4 separate regions of the Mus musculus genome follow, and regions 1, 2 and 4 are each linked to region 3. The links are chromatin contacts, called in public HiChIP or PLAC-seq and promoter capture Hi-C maps. All regions are on one chromosome and are shown on one strand. Each heading gives the region's core, a stretch centred on a gene start, on an enhancer-like site or on the middle of the called end of the contact. The rest is flanking DNA. Distances are from core to core; before and after follow the strand shown. Region 1 holds the start of Hook3 (hook microtubule tethering protein 3). Region 2 holds the start of Ash2l (ASH2 like histone lysine methyltransferase complex subunit). Region 3 holds the start of Rab11fip1 (RAB11 family interacting protein 1 (class I)). Region 4 holds the start of Ddhd2 (DDHD domain containing 2).

Evidence for each region. Promoter capture Hi-C pulls out the DNA fragments that hold promoters and counts their contacts. HiChIP or PLAC-seq counts read pairs in DNA pulled down with a chosen protein or histone mark.
Region 1: an H3K4me3 HiChIP or PLAC-seq map of embryonic forebrain shows a contact between it and region 3, with 2.9 times the contacts expected there. The contact joins the promoter of Hook3 here to the promoter of Rab11fip1 in region 3. A contact is called at or near these places in 4 of 39 promoter capture datasets (the HPC-7 cell line, cranial neural crest, neutrophils and 1 more), 1 of 115 datasets of contacts at active chromatin or transcription factors (embryonic forebrain) and 2 of 9 other capture datasets (adipose tissue and liver).
Region 2: a promoter capture Hi-C map of liver shows a contact between it and region 3, with 2.1 times the contacts expected there. The contact joins the promoter of Ash2l here to the promoter of Rab11fip1 in region 3. A contact is called at or near these places in 2 of 39 promoter capture datasets (liver and pre-B cells), 2 of 115 datasets of contacts at active chromatin or transcription factors (embryonic stem cells and pro-B cells) and 1 of 9 other capture datasets (liver).
Region 4: a FOXA1 HiChIP or PLAC-seq map of pancreatic cancer cells shows a contact between it and region 3. The contact joins the promoter of Ddhd2 here to the promoter of Rab11fip1 in region 3. A contact is called at or near these places in 5 of 39 promoter capture datasets (the 3T3-L1 cell line, cranial neural crest, hippocampal neurons and 2 more) and 3 of 115 datasets of contacts at active chromatin or transcription factors (extraembryonic endoderm stem cells, pancreatic cancer cells and stem cell-derived neural progenitor cells).

What each region holds. Positions count from the first base shown.
Region 1 is chr8:26,117,394-26,122,873 of GRCm38.p6, reverse strand. Hook3 (hook microtubule tethering protein 3) reads left to right here and starts at 3,650. Exons shown (of 22, transcript NM_207659.3): 1 at 3,650-3,916. The coding sequence starts at 3,860. It overlaps Rnf170 (ring finger protein 170), which reads right to left and starts at 3,506. Exons shown (of 8, transcript NM_029965.4): 1 at 3,274-3,506; 2 at 2,311-2,434.
Region 2 is chr8:25,838,752-25,843,644 of GRCm38.p6, reverse strand. It overlaps Ash2l (ASH2 like histone lysine methyltransferase complex subunit), which reads left to right and starts at 2,858. Exons shown (of 16, transcript NM_011791.3): 1 at 2,858-3,063; 2 at 3,570-3,633; 3 at 3,757-3,902. The coding sequence starts at 2,888.
Region 3 is chr8:27,170,958-27,176,026 of GRCm38.p6, reverse strand. It overlaps Rab11fip1 (RAB11 family interacting protein 1 (class I)), which reads left to right and starts at 1,381. Exons shown (of 6, transcript NM_001080813.2): 1 at 1,381-1,818. The coding sequence starts at 1,442.
Region 4 is chr8:25,750,680-25,755,896 of GRCm38.p6, reverse strand. It overlaps Ddhd2 (DDHD domain containing 2), which reads left to right and starts at 1,617. Exons shown (of 18, transcript NM_028102.1): 1 at 1,617-1,711; 2 at 2,724-2,949; 3 at 3,607-3,797; 4 at 5,105-5,194. The coding sequence starts at 2,730. It overlaps Gm17484 (predicted gene, 17484), which reads right to left and starts at 1,417. Exons shown (of 2, transcript NR_154462.1): 1 at 1,178-1,417.

The DNA of each region.
Region 1 (5,480 bases), core at 2,401-4,900, 1.1 Mb after region 3:
CAAAGCTCAAAGCCTTATATGGCAACCAAAGGGAAATGATGGGAATATTCGATTAAGAATGGAAGAGTATAAATAAGATTCTGGGTTTATGTACATTATTAGGCTGAAAGGTTTTATCCAGGGCTGAGGATCTACCGTAGAGTGACCTTTACGTAGTGTGCCAGCTTGTCCAGCATTCAGTGTCAATCCCAGTAGGTCTGTGTGGCGGCTAGTAATGGAACCCAGAGCTTTATGCATGCTAAGCAAGCACCCTTATCAACTAAGCTACATTCCTAGCCCTGTCTTTAGGACTTTGATCGCAGCCATAGCATTTCTAATTTTAAAAGACCATATCTAATAAAGGAAAAGTCTTACACTGGCTGTCTGGCCTATCCTTAGATTTCAAATGCTCTTCTCCCCCAGCTTCAGGTGGCAGTTCATATGGCTGTTTTTATTTTATTTCTTAATTTTTAAAAGAATTACTTATTTATTTTATGTATGTGAGTACACTGTCGCTGTCTTCAGACACACCAGAAGAGGTCAATTATCTATCAGTACAGTTTCTCTCGGCCCTTTTCTGAAATCTTTTGAACTCCAATGCACATTAAAAACACACACGGGCTGGTGAGATGGCTCAGTGGGTAAGAGCACCCGACTGCTCTTCCGAAGGTCTGAAGTTCAGGTCCCGGCAACCACATGGTGGCTCACAACCATCTGTAACAAGATCTGATGCCCTCTTCTGGAGTGTCTGAGGACAGCAACAGTGTGCTTACATTTAATAAATAAATCTTTAAAACACACACACACACACACACACACACACACACACACACACAGCTAGTTACCTGTGCCTTGTGATATATCATAGGAGAGTTAATGTTACTAATTAAGACTGGAATAAAAGAAAACCTACTTTTCCCTCAGCCAGATTATCAAAGTAGGTAGGATTATATAACAAATGTCACCGAACCTTGTGTATTTATTGTTATTCAATAAAGTCTAATTTTGGAATGACACATACATGCTTATCTGTTTCTGACATGTGTGCTCACAACCAAATCCAAAATCTGTCATATGGAACAGCAGCACCATCTTCCCCTGAACTCTCAGACTGCTGTAGCTGAGAACTAACCTCCATCTGGGCAAGGCCTACAAAGACAGCTCAGGAAAGGCCCACTCCCCTCTCTTGGGTCTTTTTCTAACACTGTCATGGAAAGGGCTACCCTTTTCTAGTAGGAATACTAAGATTTCCTATAACAAAGAAAAAACGGGTCCTCACCCAACTCCCCCGTCCCCCTCCCCTGCCCCGGGTTCATATAGCATCCTGATGGTCAGATGGCTTCTGTAATCGTTATCAAGGAGTTCTTAATATCATTTCTGCCCCGAAAAGTAATTAGAAGCATAAAATAAACCAGTAATGCTACACAGGGCATAAAAACACTGCAGACTCACAGATTTGAAAAGACATACTTTATCACCACTGTATCACAGCTTTTGAAAGCCCAAGTGGTTACAGATACCACAGTCCCTCCCAAATGGCTAAAACCTGTGGCCGTGAAGCTAAAGGCAAGGCCGAAGTCAATGTAATCTACACTTACTATCTGTTTACCTAATCAGCTTTAGTCACTGAAAGGTGACACCGGTTCTACAGAAACATTTCAGCATGGAATGCTGGACCTCTAGTCTGACAAAGATCCAGAGGCACCCACATAGATACCATAAGAACAGGAGATTCAAAGTTAGGATTTCTCAAGGTATCTCTGCTCCTGTTAAGAAGAATGTTCGCAGGAAAAACCTTTGAGAAGGCTTCAGATACAGTTATTTATTTGCTTATTTTTGGTACCAAAGATTGGTGTTTGCTAGGGTAGTGAATCTAGCACTACCTCCTCAGCCCAAGATTTTTCGAATCTATGAAACGATCGATTACATGTGATCATCAAGCAGTAGTCGATAAAAGGATCATTTTAAAAAATTTAATGCTGCCAGCGGTGGTAAGCCTTTGATCCCAGCAATCAGGAGGCAGAGGCAGGCAGATCTCTGAGTTTGAGGCCAGCCGGGTCTGCAGAGCAGGTTCCAGAATTGCCAGGGCTACACACACACACACACACACACACACACACACACACACAGCCAACCACGCAAGCAAAACAAAACAAAAACTCAATGTTTTTTTGAAATCCTAAAAGCTCAGCGAGAAAACCAACTTCAAATGGGAAAGAAGTCCCCAGGAACTGAAGAAAAAAAAAAAAAAAGTGAAGGTGTGCCCTGGGAAGATAACTTCTTCCCAGGCACTGCTAATCAAAGACTGCATGATCTGGTGGTTATGCATACCTTTGAATCCAAGATTCTCCTAGGACTCCAAAGCATATATCTTGTATCTTGTTGTCTTGGAAACGCCAATATCTTTGCATTAAGGTCGACTGTTTATTATAGCATTATTCTTAGACGCCCTAAGCTGGAACAAAGTGCACATCAATAGTAGAACGGGTACAAGGCTGTAGTCACACAATAGGATATTAGACAATCATGGGATTTTTGCAGATAATTTAATATTATTTAAAAGCCAAAGCCACAATACATATCCATTCATAAAAGTTCAAAATCAAACAAAGGAAAATTATACTACATGCATAGTCATCTGGTTAAAAAGCTAAAAGGGAAAGCTTTTAAAATAAAGTAAGTGCCTATCACAAAAATCAGATTAGAGATGGTATGGATGGAAGAACTCTTGGGAATGTGGCAATTCATTTTATTAATATTCCTCAAACATGTACTGCTACGCACTGTTCTGCATGCGACTTAAAAACGTATATGAAACCTTCTACAAGGCTTGTATTAAAAAAAAAAAATCGAAAGTCGGGCAAGGATGCACCTCAATGAAGCCAACTCCTAGCACAAGAAGCAGGCCTTAGGAACAGCAAGGGTCCTTACGCACTGGGGAACTGGCGTCCACCCTCTGTCACTTTGGGTAAAGTTTTTTGTGGGAGAAGGGGGCTCCAAGGAGGAACGCCGGGCTCCCCACAGCCGGGCCAAACCGGCCCCCAGCCTCCGAGACGCGCCCACGTCAGCCGTTCCACCTTCGCCCGGAGGGAGACTCTGGGCAGGCTCCGGCGACTCAGGGAAGGCTGCGCTCCGGCTTCCGGAGGGAAGCGGTGGGCGCGGAGCCTACCCTCGCGCGGTCCCGCAGCTCCCCCCACCGCCACCGCGCCGAGTCCCGCAGTCCGCGGGTCCCCGGCCCGCCCGTGCGGGGGCGTGGCCTGGCACACGCCCGCGGCCGGAGAGGGGGGCGCGTACCTCGTCGCGGCCGAGGAACTACCGGGCCAGTCGGCGGGTCGGCATAGAGCTCATTTCCGGGGACTACCTAGCTACTCCTCCCGTGCAAACTACAGGCGGCTTCTTAAGCCAGAGCGCCGGCGTCAGCGCACGCGCAGTGCGGAGCCCCGGCGAGGGTGAGCGGACTGGAGAGACACACAGACCGGCCGCCACCGCAGGGCCCGGCCGGGGCGCGCGCCCGCGGGCCTTGGACTGGCTCTGGGAGCGCGCCTCTAGGGGCGGGGCTGAGCGAGCGCGAGCGTGCGCAGTGGCCCTCGGACCTCGGGACTCGCGCTACGCGGCGCGGCGGGGCGCGGCGCTCGCGCAAGAGGGCGTGGGCTGGCGGCGCCGGGTGCGCGCAAGGGAGTGCGCGGCCCCGAGCGAGGGAAGGAGGGGCTGGTGACAGTGCGGAGCGATTGCCAGCGTCCGCGCCCCGGGAGCGGACGGACGGAAGAGAAGGTCCGCCAGACGCCCGGTCTGCTGCCTGACCCCTTCGGACTCAAACCCCGAGCCGAGCGGCCGCGGCTTCTGGTTGGTTGAAGGGAGACGCTGCGGCCACCCCAGGAAGATGTTTAACGTGGAGTCTGTGGAGCGGGTGGAGCTGTGCGAGAGCCTGCTCACTTGGGTACGTGGTGGGCAGCGGGCCGGTGGGAAAGCTCCGCCACCTTTTCGCGGACACCGGTGCTCGTCCCGGGGGGCGAACGCCCCGGGGCGACCTGCCGTCACATCCGGGGCTTGGGACGGGCGGAGCTGAGTAGCCGGTGCGGCCGCGTCTACACCCGCGGCCGGGTCAGGGTCAGCAGGGAGAGGCCGGGCTCAGGCAGGCTGGGCCCAGGGTCCAGGAGGAACTTGTCCGGCCTGAGATGTTGGCTGCTGTCCGAGAGGAAACCTGCCCGGTGGGGGCTAATGATGGGGTGCAGGCGACACTGTAATTAGGACTGTTTGCCTTGATGAGGCGCTGGCGTTTCGCTCCCAAGCTCCCAGTGATCCAAAGCGTTGGTTCTGCCTGGGCGCCCGGTAGAGGCAGTCGGGACCCCCTAGTTAAGCGATGCTGCTCGCCTTTGTTGTAGCGTTCAGCCAGGATGGAGTGTAGCCCCTTGAGGGATGGATGAAGCCCTGCCCATTGGAAAATAGTACATTGGCAGGGTGGATAGACAAAACATGAAGAATCACTCAGAGGCAAAACATTTAAAACGCGAGATGCATTTTGACTGTTATAAACGATGTGATGGTACCTATAAAAGGAACCAACGATAAAAATGTTGAACTGGAAAAATTGAGGGATTTCGTAATGGAACTGAAACACATTTTTAAAGCACCATGAGATTCTAATTTGGAATTGATGAGGGTTAAGGTTATCGAATTTTCAAGTAAACATGCAGGATTTTGTCAATAGTCATGGCTTAAACGGCCCTTTTCATTAGCTGGACAGTTAACCGTGTTTGTTTCTGGTTTTCATATGCTGGTTGGAGGTAGGTCCAGGCATATATGCAGAGCCATGGGATAAACCAGGAACATTCATTTTACTTACTGCTAGAAATGTTAGCTGTCCTTTTTAGAAGAACCCAGATACATTTACAGTGGCTATTGTGATACATGTTAATTTTGTTTGCTTATTGGGGGAGATGGTAGTATTTGGGCCTCCTGCATTTTAAGGGAAGGCTCTACCACTAAGCTGTTCATCTCCTGGTCTTAGTCACTTTAAAGGTAAAATGCAAATAGCAAAAAATTCTACTGAACAGTGCCTTAGGTTAGAGGTTCAGATCTCTGGAAGGTAACCATCACTGTTTTGTGCAGGAACACTGCCGAGAAGTTTGAGAACTGTTAACTTAGGTCGGTTGTAATAAATGTAAGAAAAGTAGAATCTACAGATGTGTGTGCATTTGAGATAGGATCTTGCTATGTGGCCCATTTTGACCTCAAACTATGATCTTGAATTTGTAGCAGTCTGCCTGCATCACTACACCCAGCTTGAAGTTTTGTTTTTGTTTTTGTTTTTTTATAAACTGGGTATGTCATTAATCTGATTGTGCCCTTTGAAGCAGCCTTTATACAATGGAGACCTTTATGGTTTGGTTTTGTGTTAGATCATTCTTGTAATTTCAGATCACTGGAAATAGTGCATAGTTAACATGCTCTGTAAGTTCCAACTTCAAGCCTGAAGCTAGACTTCACTGCTATGCTTCAGA
Region 2 (4,893 bases), core at 1,609-4,108, 1.3 Mb after region 3:
GCTTGACATATGGGAGGGGTGGTGGTTTCTACCAAGGGTCTCTCAGGTCCTTGGTTCTTTTGGACAGATGTTTGGCTGAGTCTGCTAACATTCAAAGCTATGTTCTTGAAGAAACCTCAATGCTTTGATCTGAGTCCTCCAACCTTCAGGGTTGGGACATACCACTCTTACTTTGCTAAATGCACGTGTTATGGAACTGCCTTCTAAGCATTTAGATTGGTGCTGCTCTTAGCCTTCTGCCACAGAAGCTTGCCTTTTGCCATGATGAATGCAGAAAGTCACAGGCCAGTGCTAAGACTGACTGACTGTTGAGTGCTTAGCCTTAGTGTCTACCCACGTCCCAGCACCTACTCAGCACCGCTGTCTTCTTTCTGCTCATGGGATGACCACTGCACTCATAGAAGTACAGTGGCCATGATTACTTGCACAAGATGGGGCCCTGTCAACATTTTATCATGGATGGGGAGAGGCCTCAGGAGTATTGCTAAGCAGTGGTTGCTGTGATAGGGGAAGTAATTTTTTCAGTGGTGTAGCCACTGGTAAGGTGTCCATGCTCTGAACTCAGTCCTCTTTGTTGATCAGGGTTCCTCTGTCTGGGCTCTGTTGGCATTTTGAGTAGAGTAACACTGTTGGGGACAGTTTTGTGCATTGCAGAATAATTAGTAGCCTTCATGATCGTTACCAGCCTGATGCCAGGAACACTCTATGGTTCCTCCCCCCCCTCTCTCTCCCTCCCTTTCCTCCTTTTTTTCTCTCTCCCTTTCCTCTCTCCTTTTCTCTCTCTCACTCTCACTCACTCATTCTCTCTGAGATTTATCATGAAGGCATGCTGGATTTTGGCAAAGATTTTTCTGCGATCACTTGAGATGGCCATGTGGTTTCAGTCTTTAAATCCACTTATTTATTGACTTAATATATTGAACCATCCTGGCATCTCTTGAATAAAGTCAACTTGCTCATGGTAGATATTCTTTTTTTAAGATTTATTTATTTTATTTATATGAACACACTGTAGCTGTCATCAGACACAGCAGAAGAGGGCATCCGATCCCATTACAGATGGTTATGAGCCACCATGTGATTGCTGGGAAGTGAACTCAGGGCCTCTGGAAGAGCAGTCAGTGCTCTTAACCACTGAGCCATCTCCCCAGCCCCTAGATGATCTTGCTTTATAAATAGCTGTATTCAGTTTTCAAATATGTTATTCAGGGGTTTCCAACTAGTCAAAACGCAGAGATTGGTTAACTGTGGGGTACCCAGTCCCAGTGGGTATATCTCCAACATCATACCTAAGGCTCAGAAAACATTGAGGGAGAGGGGAACAGAGAGACTGTAAAAGCCAGGGGACTGGGACCTGTGCCATGAAGTGATGGCTATCAGGAACGACCCATGACGTCACAACAATATGGCTGCCCAAATGAGATCTAACTATGGCAATCCTAATAGACATATTAACATGGAAGGGGGAAATCTCTAAAAAGTCATGCATTTGAGAGGGTAAGGTGGGGCATGGGGGGGGGAGGATCGGTCCCCATTCACACAACAGTTGTTATGATGTCTAGGGAGGCTTGGGAGGTGAACGTTTGCTGGTGGAGGTAAGTCACTGGGGGCAAGCTTACACGAAAAAAGTGAAGCCGCTTCCTTGAAGTTCTCCCTGTCTGCTTGGTGATTCTGATAGAGAATTCGAGCTCTCAGCCTTGTCTGATAGTCACCATTTCAGATCCTTGCTGCCTTATCTCCCCACCATCATGGATTCTTATCTCTTTGAACCCCCCTCAACCAAGATCCCCCCTCCCCTTGCTTAAGATATTTTTGGTCATGGCGGCACTTTCTCCTAACAACTGCAAAGTATCAATGATCTCTAATCCCTAAGTGTGTTTGTTTTAAAACAGCAAATTTATGGTCCGTGAGATGGCCCAGTGGGCAAAGGCGGCACTTGCTTGCCAAGCCTGAGCTAGATTCCTAGAACTCACATAGTGGAGGGAAAGAAAGCTCTTCTCACCATATTGTCCTCTCACCTGTCCAGTGCACTATGCCACATACATGCGCACACATCCGTAAAGCGCACACACACGCGGAGGATGGGGGTGAGGCGGCAGTTTCTATTTTGCTAGGGTTTAGAGCCCACCCATATGCTTGCACTCAGTCCAGGGGTTTAGCTACCAGCAGACATCCCTTTCTTACTCGTTTCTGCCCTTCTCGCTAAGGCCCAAACCTTGCTGAATTCTGTCCTCTGCTAGCACTCTCGCCTGGAGCTCTACTTCCCTCCGTGAACTAGCAATTCGTGTTCCTCGAGCGCACAGCACTTCTAGCCTCCTCTGGCCAGATGTTTCTTTTCCTAACGTCTTTTCCACCCACAACTACCTCGGGCTCTCTGGAATCAGACCTCTAGTCTCTCCAAAAGCCGCCTGGAAACGGGGCTTCTGGCGGCCAGCTACGCAGTTACAGACGCTCCCGGCAGGTGTGAGCCAGAGTGCTCCTTTGTTGTTGTTTGGAAGTTTCCTACGTTTTAGGGTTTTAGTATGATCGCCTGCTCCGCACAGTGTAAAGGGGAGTCTCTCACATCCTCATATGTGCCGTGATTTCCACTCTTAGCCACGACTATGAGCAGGCGTTTTGAATAATTCAAGTCCCAAGAGGAAAGCAAAGGACAGACCTCCTAAGTGGCTCCCTTCAAACCTGGGCAATCCGAGTTGCGCCCTGCCTTTTTCTTTCTTCCTTTCTTTTTTTTTTTTTTTCTGGCCTTAAAGCGGCGGACTCAAAGTGCGTCCTTCCCAAGTAAGTGGCGGGCCCCCCAACAAAAGGTCTTTCCCACTTTAAGAGCGCCGTGCGTGGCGGCAACTCGCCGCATAGATATATTCTCGCGAGAGCTTGGGAAGGAGCAGCGATGGCGGCGGCTGGAGCGGGTCCTGGTCCGGGAGTCAGCGCCGGCCCTGGTCCCGGAGCCGCTGCAAGTGCCACAACGGCGGAGGACCGAGAGACAGAGCCGGTGGCCGCGGGGGCTGGCGAGGGGCCGTCAGCCGCCCCGGGAGCGGAGCCCAGCTCCGGAGAGGCCGAAAGTGGGTAAGGCAATCCACTCGCAGCCCCGGGGACGCGCGAGGGCCCGCCCCTCGTGGAAGCCCGCGGCTCGCGCCGCCCGGTGTCGCCCTCCGGATCCAGGTCCCGCAGCCAACGGCTCGGCCCGCCCGCCCACCCGGTACCCTCCGCAACCCCGCTGGCTGCTTGCTTGTGGACTCCAAGCCGCTCCTCGGCTCCTCGGCTCCCATCAGCACCAGTGTGAGCCAAGAGCGTTTCCCCCTCTAGCGCCCCGGAAGACCTCGCTGATCCCTCTTGCAATGCTTGGTCCTGAAAGCACTGAGGACGGCAGCCTCCCGTCGTTAGCCCAGTGCACTAGGAATCCCTGGGCCGCGAACACATTTGTCTTGCTTGACAACCTCCCTCCTAATACTCAGGATTGTTCTCTCGTGGGCATCCCGTTCAGGACATGAAAAAGATATACCCTCCGTATTTGGACCATTGTGTTTTTCTGTTTAGGAAAGGCCATTTTGATGTTTGTCTTTTCATTATAGGGATGCAAACTTGGTTGATGTAAGTGGTCTGGAGACAGAATCTTCTAATGGAAAAGATACTTTGGTAAGTATTTCCTCTGAGGCCTTTGGAAGGCGAACTAGATTTGGTTTTAAAATGTTTAATCTATTTTTTTTTTTTTAAAAAGTAGTCAGGCCATTTGATTCTCTTATTGCCCTGTGGCTCCAGGAAGGTACCGGAGACACTTCAGAAGTGATGGATACCCAGGCGGGCTCTGTGGATGAGGAGAATGGGCGGCAGTTGGGAGAAGTGGAGTTGCAGTGTGGGATATGTACAAAATGGTTCACCGCTGACACCTTTGGAATAGACACGTCGTGAGTACATTTCATGGCCTTCTAGACAGCATGATCCTGGAGAGATGGCTTAGCATTTTAGATCACTAGTTACCCTTTCAGGGGTTTGGGCTTGATTCCCAGTATTCACATGGCAGCTCAAGGAACCCCAGTTCTGGGGTGGAAGGGGAAATTATGTAATCATATTTCTTTTTTTTTAATTAATTTATTTATTTTATGTATATGAGTACACTGTAGCTATACAAATGGTTGTGAGCCATCATGTGGTTTCTGGAAATTGAACTCAGGACCTCTGCCCGCTCTAGCCCTGCTTGCTCCAACTCTGCTCACAACAGCCCAAAGATTTATTATATGTGTACACTGTAGCTGTCTTCAGACACACCAGAAGAGGGTGTCAGATTTTTGTTAGGAGTGGTTGTGAGCCACCATGTGGTTGGGATTTGAACTCAGGACCTTTGGAAGAGCAGTCAGTGCTCTTAACTGCTGAGCCATCTCACCAGCCCTGTAATCATATTTCAATCTCAAGACAATTGAGAAGTATTTTTAAATATACCGAAAAAAAGTCAGTAGGTAGTATTTTGTGCTCACTCTAACCCTATCCAGTGACCAGATGCTGACTGAGGAGTTGCTTGCATTCCTTTGGCATGTTCTGAAGTATTGAGGTGAGAGTGCTATTAGGTATGAGTGTGGGCATCGTCCTTGCTTTTGACCTTACAGGCTGATTGGGAAGGAGTCTGTGCAATTAGAAGAGATTATGTAATTAAGTTTGCGATAATGTATTCTGTGTGTTCTGGGCTTGGTATTTACAGTGGGCAAGACCTGTTGTCAGTAACATTTGAAGGTGTGGTGTTGAGTCGTGGTGTACTTGCCTGCTGCGTGCAAAGCCCTGGGTGGTCACTGCAGAGAAGTGCTTTTAATTCCTCAAAAATATTGAGGTGATCGGTGCTTTTCATGTCTAAAGCATACTTTGTTTCCTTTCTCATTGCTTATAATGTACCCCAATTGGTATCTT
Region 3 (5,069 bases), core at 132-2,631:
ACTGCTCATAGCCTTCCAGTGAGCTTTCTAGCTCGCCAGGTCTAACACTGATGTATAACTCCAAATCCTGGTGTTCATAATCTGTATGACCCAGCCACCTTGGCAGTCCTATTTTCTCCCCCCCCCCCCCCCCCCGCAAGACTGAGAAGCAGGGAGTTAAACAAGTCACCTGTCTTTCAGGCAGCTATGTCAAGTGGAAATCTGTGACAAGCAGTGAGGTAGATAAGGGACAGCTGGGGCCCCAGGGAGAGAAACTCTCTAGGCTGCAGGTTTGTTTACCCAGAAGTCAAGGAAAACAAAGGGGTGGGACCCAAAAAAGGAATGCCTTCAAGAGTCTAAGTGAGAAGTACCGCAGCTGGCGGTAATTCAACACTGCAGGGGTTCCAGAAGTCGGGAAAGCAGTAGGCTGGTCGACCAGAGGGAGCTCAGTGGAGAGGGAGGGGTGTGTGTGTGTGTCTGGAAACCTTTAAAGTGTTGTAGCGCGGGAGGTGTCCTCAGTTCTAGCATGGGAGCCAGGGCACCAGGGCTCTATCCCCAGCTTTAATGTAAGAACTCGGACGTGTCACATCTTTCCTGAACCTTAAGGCTTTCAAAGTTACATTTCCACTCTGAATAACTCACCATCGGAGATTTCAGCCTTTGAAGGATGACCCGAAACACTCAGGGAAGTCACCAATCTGCTAGACACTGACTGGGAACAAGAAAACCGAGTGGGAGGCCAGAGATGGAGCCCAGAGAGGACGCAAGAGGCTTACGTAGGAAGAAATGGGGAACCGAGGGGTTCGGTTTGGCAACCCCGTTTCCAGTTCCCCCTTCTTGCTCTTCCTAACCTAGCCTCACCCTATGTGGTAAGGGCAGAGTAGCACAGGCTAGTCCCTCACCTACCCTCCGCTTCCCCGACACAGTCTCTCACAACATCCCTGGCTCCCCGCCTTCCTCCAGAGCAGTACCCAGGGGACCAGAGCAGGAGAAGCATCCCTGGAGTGGTGTGGTATAACCCAAGCATAGCTACCACTTTCGGAGCCCTTCCCATAGGCATGCAACTATGCTATAAACTTAAATGTATTACTTTCTTTACAGCAATCCAAGGGGTGACTGTCGCCTCGTTTTACGCAAGAAGAAACTGAGGCAAAGTCTCACATCTGCTGCTAGGCGGATCAGGCTTGCTCCTGTTCCCTCATACGGACTCAGACAACTGGGGACCACTTAGTGCATCATTACTTCTCTGATCCAAAACTCTTCAGGCTGCGCCAGCCCACGTGACCTTTAGGTCCCCGCCTTCTCCGCGAGGCCCGCCCCCAGGGCAGGTGGCGCGCGGGCGCAGGGGGCGTGGTGGGGGCGTGGCCGGAAGCATTAAAGCGGCTCGGGAGCCCGGTGGGCGGTCCAGACCGAGGACAGCGGCTACCTTCTGGCTTCCTAGCCTGGTGCCGCGTCTGCCACCATGTCCCTGGCGGCCTCAGCGGGCCGGGGCCCGGGGACCATGTGGTCCCCTACCCACGTGCAGGTGACGGTGCTACAGGCGCGGGGCTTGCGGGCCAAGGGACCCGGGGGCACGAGCGACGCGTACGCGGTGATCCAGGTGGGCAAGGAGAAGTACGCCACGTCGGTGTCGGAGCGCAGCCTGGGCGCGCCCGTGTGGCGCGAGGAAGCCACCTTCGAGCTGCCTCCGCTGCTGTCCTCCGGGGCCGCGCCGGCCGCCGCCGCCACCCTGCAGCTCACCGTCCTGCACCGCGCGTTGCTCGGTCTCGATAAGTTCCTGGGCCGCGCCGAGGTGGACCTGCGGGAGCTGCACCGGGACCAGGGCCGCAGGAAGAAGCAGTGAGTGGCTGCAGGGCGCGGGGAGTCCAGGGGAGGAAGGACGCTCGGGCAGTGCACCTTGGGGGCGAGAGTGGCAGCTACCGCGCTATGGGAGGATGGCCCTTGGCTCCCCCTCGCCCGCAGGCTCACCTAACCCAGCTTCTCTTCGGGCTGTCAGTTTCCAGCTTTCCCAGTTATGGGGGCTTTTGGAAGATAGGAGAACCTTTGAATCCTCAGGGCGCCCTTAGACCGCACAGCACACTAAGCACTAGATGAAGTTTTGGTGAACTGAAATAATATGCAGGTAGGAGAATTCCTATTAGGTGGGGTATCCGCTTTATCTTGCATGGACGCTCCCCTGAGTATTTTGTTGAACTTGAGAGGCTTTGAGCTGAGAACCCTTGGGCCAGGGAGGGTAGCTATTTGGAGTGAAAGCCTAGGGCCCCCAGAGCTGGACGATCCTGGGAGGACAAGAGTGGGGGAAAAAAACCACCAGCCTGGTGATTGCTGATTCTCATGCCCATCTGATTCGACCCCTCGGAATGAACGCTAGAACAGTTTGTTGTTTGTCTGGGATCTGAATTAGTGGTCGATGATTGTTCCAAGATCTGTTACTGACTCAGTAGAAGTGAGTAGAATAGGTTGTTGCTCTTTGGAGTTTGGTAAATTCTGTCTGGTTCTAATTCCTGGTACCGTGGCTACTCACTAGCCTACCTGTGGCCCCTTAATTGAAGGTTCTGACAGGACATCCTAATTTTGCAGAAAAAGTTAGGCAAACTCCAGTTCACGTTAAAGTCTTTTGTTTGTTTGTTTGTTTGTTTGTTTGTTTGTTTCGAGACAGGGTTTCCCTGTGTAGCCCTGGCTGTCCTGGAACTCCCTCTGTAGACCAGGCTGACCTTGAACTCAGAAATCCGCCTGCCTCTGCCTCCTGAGTGCTGGGATTAAAGGCGTGTGCCACCACGCCCGGCCACTTGAAAGTCTTCAGATTATTTTACTTTATTTTATTTTGTTCACTGGTGTTTGCAAAGGGCACTTTAACCAATGGAACCTTTGATTACGGTTATCTCGTGTACCAAAGAGCTTGGATTAGCCTAACTGGGTACTTTGCTTGACCTTATAGATGCCAGCTCTGTTAACAACCAAACCCCCCTGGGCCGAAAAACATATCCTTATGTTCCTTCCTGGTACTTCAGGTACACTGGGCCTTTTAACTTTGTCTTGGGATGGGGCAGGATTCAGAGGAGCTGAATTTTCCAGGCTAGGGTAGGATCTGTTTCAGCAAGCAATGTTTAGAATTGAAATACCTGATGTCGTTTTTGTGGCCACCGATGAATAGGCATTTCTGAACACAGCGTCTTACAAGCCAGACTGTATCTGCGGAAGGGAAGCCGAAGTTAACTTTATTTCCTCTCTGGATTCAATGCCATTTGCAGGGCTTGACTGCCAGCTCTTCATCTCGCCCCATTCCAAGATGGATGTTCACGTCTCTTGTTTAACTGTTTCTTATATGACTATTTCATTCCCCTTGCAAGATAGATTGCATCTCCATGCTGGAGATGGGGGTTTCCCAGTCCTAGGTCTGACGTCCACTAGCCCCTGACTCATAGCTGGGCTCCTCTGGCTCCAAACACCCCAGTTTCCCTATTTATAAATGGAGCATGCTGCTACCCTTAATTGGTGTTTGTAAAGAGTTGCTGCTTCCTGGATTAATGAAGCCAGGGGAAAGGTTCAAAAGGTCCTGCGCTGCTGTGTGAGGGATGAAAACCTCCTTAAGCTCTCTTTCTTCTCTGTATCCCTCTTCCTCATTTTCTCTAAGGTAACCCTACACCTACATGGCCACTCCTGTTTCTGTCACATGAGCTGCTTACCACTCAGTCACAATATTGACTGGCAGTAAGACTGTGTAAGTCTTACAGTATTGACTAAGTACAGTATTGACTAAGTAAGACTGGGCTTACCGGGTGGGTTTTTATAACTGACATCAGATGTCTTTGCTTTGCAAAAAGTAGGTGAAATCTCAAAGTTTCCGACGACTAGGAAGCTAGGGGCTTTCCCAGCTGCTGGGGGAACCCATTCAAACCAAGCCTATTGGATGCCCTTGTGTAACTCCAAGGTGCCCCGGGTAGCTGAGGTGAAGAACACAGGAGAGCTATTAAGTTTTAGCAGAAAGAAACAGGTTTGGCTAGAAAGTCGATTTGAATTAGTTATTAATGGTTTGATTCCACCTTAACGTGTTAGAAATCAGAAACAAAAGCTAAAATCTTGGTCTGCTGTGTTTTTGTGTGTGTCTGACACAACAGTTGCTGGACAGAGGGTGATTTTTCTTAGAGTTTCAGACACTTAAATTTGAGGTCCATTATCACATTAAGAGCCAGCTTCTTAATTGTTCTCTTGATAAGCCCTATATAGCAAGATTTATTTGCAGACAAGGGAACATGCTTTTTATCATGACTCTGAAGTTGCTGACCTCAAATTTAGTGTAATGACACACTTTGAAAGCACCAAGCAGCCTAATATATAGGACAGCCTGCTATATGGGCAGGATCCATTTAATAGCATGGAAGATGTGGCCTTCAGTTAGGAAAAATTAGACAGGAATGAATATTACTCTTTTTTTTATCTGTTAAAGACCTGAGGCTTGCGTGGGTGTTGGTTAAATAGTAGTCAGTTAGTACTGAGACAATAGACGATGGCAGACATGAATCAGAAGTATCTCAGGTAAGCAACATGCGGGACCCTCAGCCCAGCTTTCTAGTCTCATGTAGCAGATTGGTTTCAAACAAAACCAGACAACCCTTCTTAAGATGCTAAGAGTTACAAAACTTGGGAAATACTCTCTTAGAGGTAGTTTAAAATGTTTATTCAGCCTCTGAGCTGGGTGGGTGGGGGTCATTATGCAGGTAAGCGTCATAAAACTTATAACTGCAGTAAGCTTCAGGATTTTAAGACAGGGAAGCAGTTGTGGAGGGTCCATTTCTTCTATCTGCTGAGACGCAAATGCCTGCTTCTGCAAGCATTGGGACATTGCAGAGGTTAGATATTTTGAAAACCTTTAAAAAGTAGTAAGATGCTGAAATAAGTTACCAGTGGAAAAAGATTGGGTTATTAAAAATAAGCGCTGAGCCAGACGTAGTGGTGCACGCCTTTAATCCCAGCACTCGGGAGGCAGAGGCAGGTGGATTTCTGAGTTCGAGGCCAGCCTGGTCTACAGAGTGAGTTCCAGGACAGCCAGGGCTACACAGAGAAACCATGTCTCAAAAAACCAAAAAAAA
Region 4 (5,217 bases), core at 368-2,867, 1.4 Mb after region 3:
TCCAGGGGATCTGCTGCCTCCTGACCTCCACAGGCACCAGACACACACATTATATACACACATAGTAAAATAAATCTAAAATGTTTTAAAATATCAGTGTTAAGGACACCCTGCTCCTGCCCCCCAAATGGGGGGAGGGTTTCCAGTGTGGCCTAGCGTGACTGCACGCACAATCCCTTGGGACAAGGCATGAGTTTGATTCCCAGGACCCCTACAGTGAAAGGAGAGCTGATACCTGAAAGTTATTCTCTGAATTCTACACATGAAGCAGCACATACATGACACACACACACACACTGCATTGGCTGGTTTTGTGTGTCAACTTGACATAGGCTGGAGTTGTCACAGAGAGAGTAGCCTCCCTTGAGGAAATGCCTCAGTGAGATCCAGCTGTAAGGCATTTTCTCAATTAGTGATCAAGGGGGAAAGGCCCCTTGTGGGTGGGACCATCCCTGGCGGGTAGTCTTGGGTTCTATAAGAGAGCAGGCTGAGCAAGCCAGGTGAGGCAAGCCAGTAAAGAACATCCCACCATGGCCTCTGCATCAGCTCCTGCTTCCTGACCTGCTTGGGTTCCAGTCCTGACTTCCTTTGGTGATGAACAGCAATGTGGAAATGTAAGCTGAATAAACCCTTTCCTCCCCAACTTGCTTTTTCGTCATGATGTTTGTGCAGGAACAGAAACCCTAACACACACACACAGACAAATATATAAATGTAGTAATTTTTAAAGGTCGGAGACCAATATGGGGCTTCATAGCAAGGCCATCACAAAACAACAACAAAAAAAATCACACAAAAAATGGTGTTACATTAACGTGCAGATATTGGTGTGTAGGTGTTGACTTGCAGAGACTATGTGGTTTTTTTAAAAAAAAAAAAAGTCCACGTTTTGTTCCTTCTCAGTTTCTGGGGGAAAAAAAAAATCTCGAAGCCTTGTCTTATAATCAAGTTAGAAACCAGCAAAGCCTCTTGTCTTTCCTTCCCGTGGCACCTGCTAGTCAGGCGCTCCAGCGACAATCCGCATCTCTAGCCCTGCCAGTCTCCAGAGCGCTGGGCTTACGTGAATAGCCACCGCCATCACCCTACATCAACTAGGTCAAAAACAAAAAACAAAAAAGCCAACAAACAAAAACCTCATTTGCTGCCTCTTACAGCATCCGTATTCTGTCAGACTCACCTCTTAGGCTTTAGGGATAACTTTGACAGCCTCTCAATCCAAATAGAGGGAGGGAATGGAGGACAGACAGACAGACAGAGCCTTCAGTCACCCCAGTCCTGCCCACCGGGGTTGCCGGGACCCATGAGGGGTCAGAAGGTCCGATTTTCCTCCTTCAAAGCCTCAGCGCAGGCAAGGCCTCCCGTGCGTGTCCCCCACGCCCCTAGCGCGTGCCCGGCGCGTGCCCGGCGCCCGACGTCTGCCCGCAGGAGGAGCCAGGTCTCGCGCGAGTCCCCCAGTCCTCACCGCACATCTCGCGACACTTCGGAGGATCTTTCTGCGCCTCCGGCTCTCACCGGGAGCGCAGCCTCCGCGGGCGCACTGCTCTCCTCCGCTGGAGCGCTGAGGAGCCCGCGGTGTGGGGATTGGGGCGCGGCCGCAGGCTCCGCCCGTCCGCCCCGCCCGGCTTGGGAGGTAGGCTGCAGCGGCGATGTGGCCCGGGCTCCCTCCGCGAGGGCTGAGAGCGCGAGCGGCGGTGTGGACGAGCGAGTCCAGGTCCGCGCGGGAGCCTGGGCCGGGGCGAGCCGGGGGTGGAGAGGCTCCAGTGTGCACGGTATCCCGGGGCATCCGTGGACGGCTCGGCTGCTCTCCTAGATCCCGAACTCGGAGCCCCGAGCTGGCGGCGGGAGCAGGCCGAGGTCTCGGGAGGATAACGGGGAGGCCCGGGGAGTGTTGGTTCCTGAGCTGTGCGGTCCGACCGTGCCCGGTGCAGCGATGCCGCTCGTCCATCTCCCGTCCTGGGCTTTTGGGTTCTGCTTCTATGTCTGCAGCGCTAGTCCGCCGGGTGCTTTAGTGCTGGGGTCGGTGGGAACTCGCCCGACATCCATCGCCCCGGGGGCAGTTGAGGTCATTTGTCACTTTTCATCCGAAACTCTGGCTCTGCGTCTCGGTGGGTCGATGCGCAGCTATAGCCTGCAGGCAAAGTTTCTGTTTGGGCGTTAAATGTACCAGAGCCCGTATTGAAGCACACTGGGAGGATCAGCCAAAATGGTTCTTAAGCGATTAGTTCTGTTTTCTGTATAGTAAGATTCCAATAGTTATGTAAATGTGTGTGTAATTAGAAATGTACAATAGAGCCTGGGGCCTTAAACCTACCTGTTATTACTGTCTGACACACTAAATGGTTTGTAGTGTGCACACCTGGAGGTAGGAAATTTCCAGCCTTCGCTGGTGCTGCTACTTTTATTGTGAAAATTGTGGTAAAACACCCTGTTGCAATCAGTTTTGACCGTGTGTTTCTTGACATTTCTGGGTTTTCTAAAGAGCTTGTTGTATGATTAGACATTTTTTAGTTTTCTAAGGAGAATTGGAAGCTCAGTATAGAATGATGGAGCTGAACATTTTGTTTCTCTCCCCAAATAATTGTGTGTGTATAAAAATTATGTAGCTTTTAAATATTGCTGTTTTCAAGAACAGCTTCCAAAAATGGTTATTGAGCATATGAACATTACAGTGTTAATAGATGCAAAATAATTCTCCTGATAGTTTTTTTTATTTTGTCTTCTAGAGCGAAATGTCATCGGGGGAATCACACCAGGAGCAGCTGTCTCAGTCAGATCCGTCCCCATCCCCGAACTCTTGTAGTTCCTTCGAACTCATAGACATGGACGCCAGTAGTTCCTATGAACCCGTTTCTCCACATTGGTTTTATTGTAAGGTACTAGATTCCAAGGAGCTCTGGATTCCTTTCAACTCTGAGGATTCACAGCAGCTGGAAGACGCATATGGCTCTGGTAGGAAGAAACTGATGACTCTAATAAAAACTAACAAGTAATATCCTCTACTGTGATAGCCACTAACATGAAATTTCAGAATTACACCATTTTCATCCTTTTAAAACTGTATTAAATTTCTGCATAGTTATCAAGTATTTTTCTCTATTCTAGCTTGTGTTTGACTTTTTAGTCAGAAAGTTTGTGTGTAGAGTCGTCACATTGCAGACTGAGCTAACATGTCGCTTTTGTTCTCATGTAACAAAGTGTTAGTGAGGATATATCATAATTGCTATTAATTTGCCTTTAATCCAAGTAAAAACTTCAGAAAAAATCTATGTATGTATCTGTATGAGACTGTGAGTGTGTGTGTATAAGTGTGTATAAGAGGCATTATTGTCTTAGAAGAGGAAAAATGTTCAGCTAGTATTTGCTTTTTTCATTAAAATATAATTGGTTTGAAATACTAAAAATTACTCATGAAAAAAATATGAGCAAAAAAAAAGAAAAAGGATGAGTGAAAAAAAAAAAAACCTAGGAACCAAATTCTGTTTCTGATGTAGCCAAGTGGAGCCTGTGTACAGCTCCTGTGGCTGTTTTGGACTGTAACTTACAAGTGTATTTGGGAGAGTTGTTGTGACATAGTGGACTTCTTTTCTTTTTTGCAATTCTTGATAGGAAAAGATTGTAATGAGAGGATTGTTCCCACCGATGGGGGCAGATATGATGTTCATTTAGGGGAGCGGATGCGGTATGCTGTGTACTGGGACGAGCTGCCATCGGAAGTGAGACGGTGTACGTGGTTTTACAAGGGAGACAAAGACAATAAGTATGTCCCCTACTCGGAGAGCTTCAGCCAAGTCTTGGAGGTATTCCTCTGCGTCCGGTTCCCCGCTGCTTTCTCCGTTCCTTCTGTCCCAATTCTAACAGACCGTGTGAAACTTCCAGGAAGAGGTCACCTGCTTTTATGTCATACTTTATGTAATTTCTCTCTGCAGGCTAGTTTCAAATTAAAGTTTTAACTTCAGATTTCAAGTTTTCTAGAAATGGTATTGTGCCTTTTAAATTTAAATGTACCCAGGCAGTGGTGGTACACGCCTTTAATCCCAGCACTCAGGAAGTAGAGGCAGGTGGAGCGCTTGAGTTTGAGGCTAGCCTGGTCTACAGAGTGAGACCCAGGACATCAAGAACTATACAGTGAAACCTTGCTTCTCTCTAACAAATAAGTTAATCAATCAATTAATTGAATGTTTCCCAATGATAATTCTTGTTAACATCTAAAATATAACCACAAAAACAATCTTTTACATAATTTTTAGAAGATTAAAAAAAATTTTTTTTGAAACAGAGTTTCTCTTTGAAGTCCCGACTGTCCTAGAGCTTGCTAAGTAGACCAGGATAGCCTCAGACTCAAGAGAGATCTGCCTTCCTCTGCCGCCTGATTGATTGCTGATCCTAAAGTCATGTGCCACGATGCCTAGCTGTTTAAATTTTCTTTCTTTTAATTAGGGAGTGTTTAATTGCTTGTAAGAGCACCCTGTATGTGCAGTGTCCAAGGAGGCCAGAAGAGGGCATTGAAGCCTCTGGAACTGGAGCTATAAATACTTGTGTGCCGTTGTGTGGGTGCTAGGAATTGAACCCAGGTCCTCTACAAGAGCAGCAAGTGCTCTTAACTACCAGTCCATCTCTCTAGCTATAAATACTTGTGTGCTGTTGTGTGGGTGCTGGGAATTGAACCCAGGTCCTCTACAAGAGCAGCAAGTGCTCTTAACTACCAGTCCATCTCTCTAGCTATAAATACTTGTGTGCTGTTGTGTGGGTACTGGGAATTGAACCCAGGTCCTCTACAAGCACAGCAAGTGCTCTTAACTACCAGTCTATCTCTCTAGCCCTAATTTGAATTAGTCTTACTCTGAGAAATATATTGATTTTATTGAACTTGAAATAGATTGTTATCGATATTGATGTTGTTGAATAGCTAGGAATACAGTTCCGTGGTAAAGCGCTGGTCTAATACATGCGAGGCCCTGCATCCGTTTTCCAGCACTTTACTACCAAGAGTTTTAAAATGAATTTGTTAACTTGGAGAATAATTTTTCTTATTGGAATTCATTAATAAGTTTGGCTTTAAAAACAGTTGTTAGAGAATCTAATATAAAATACATTTTCTTTTAAGGATACGTACATGCTTGCAGTAACTCTGGATGAATGGAAAAAAAAAATAGAATCTCCAAACAGAGAAATTATTGTATTACACAACCCAAAGGTAAGGCGAAGATTTAGATCAAA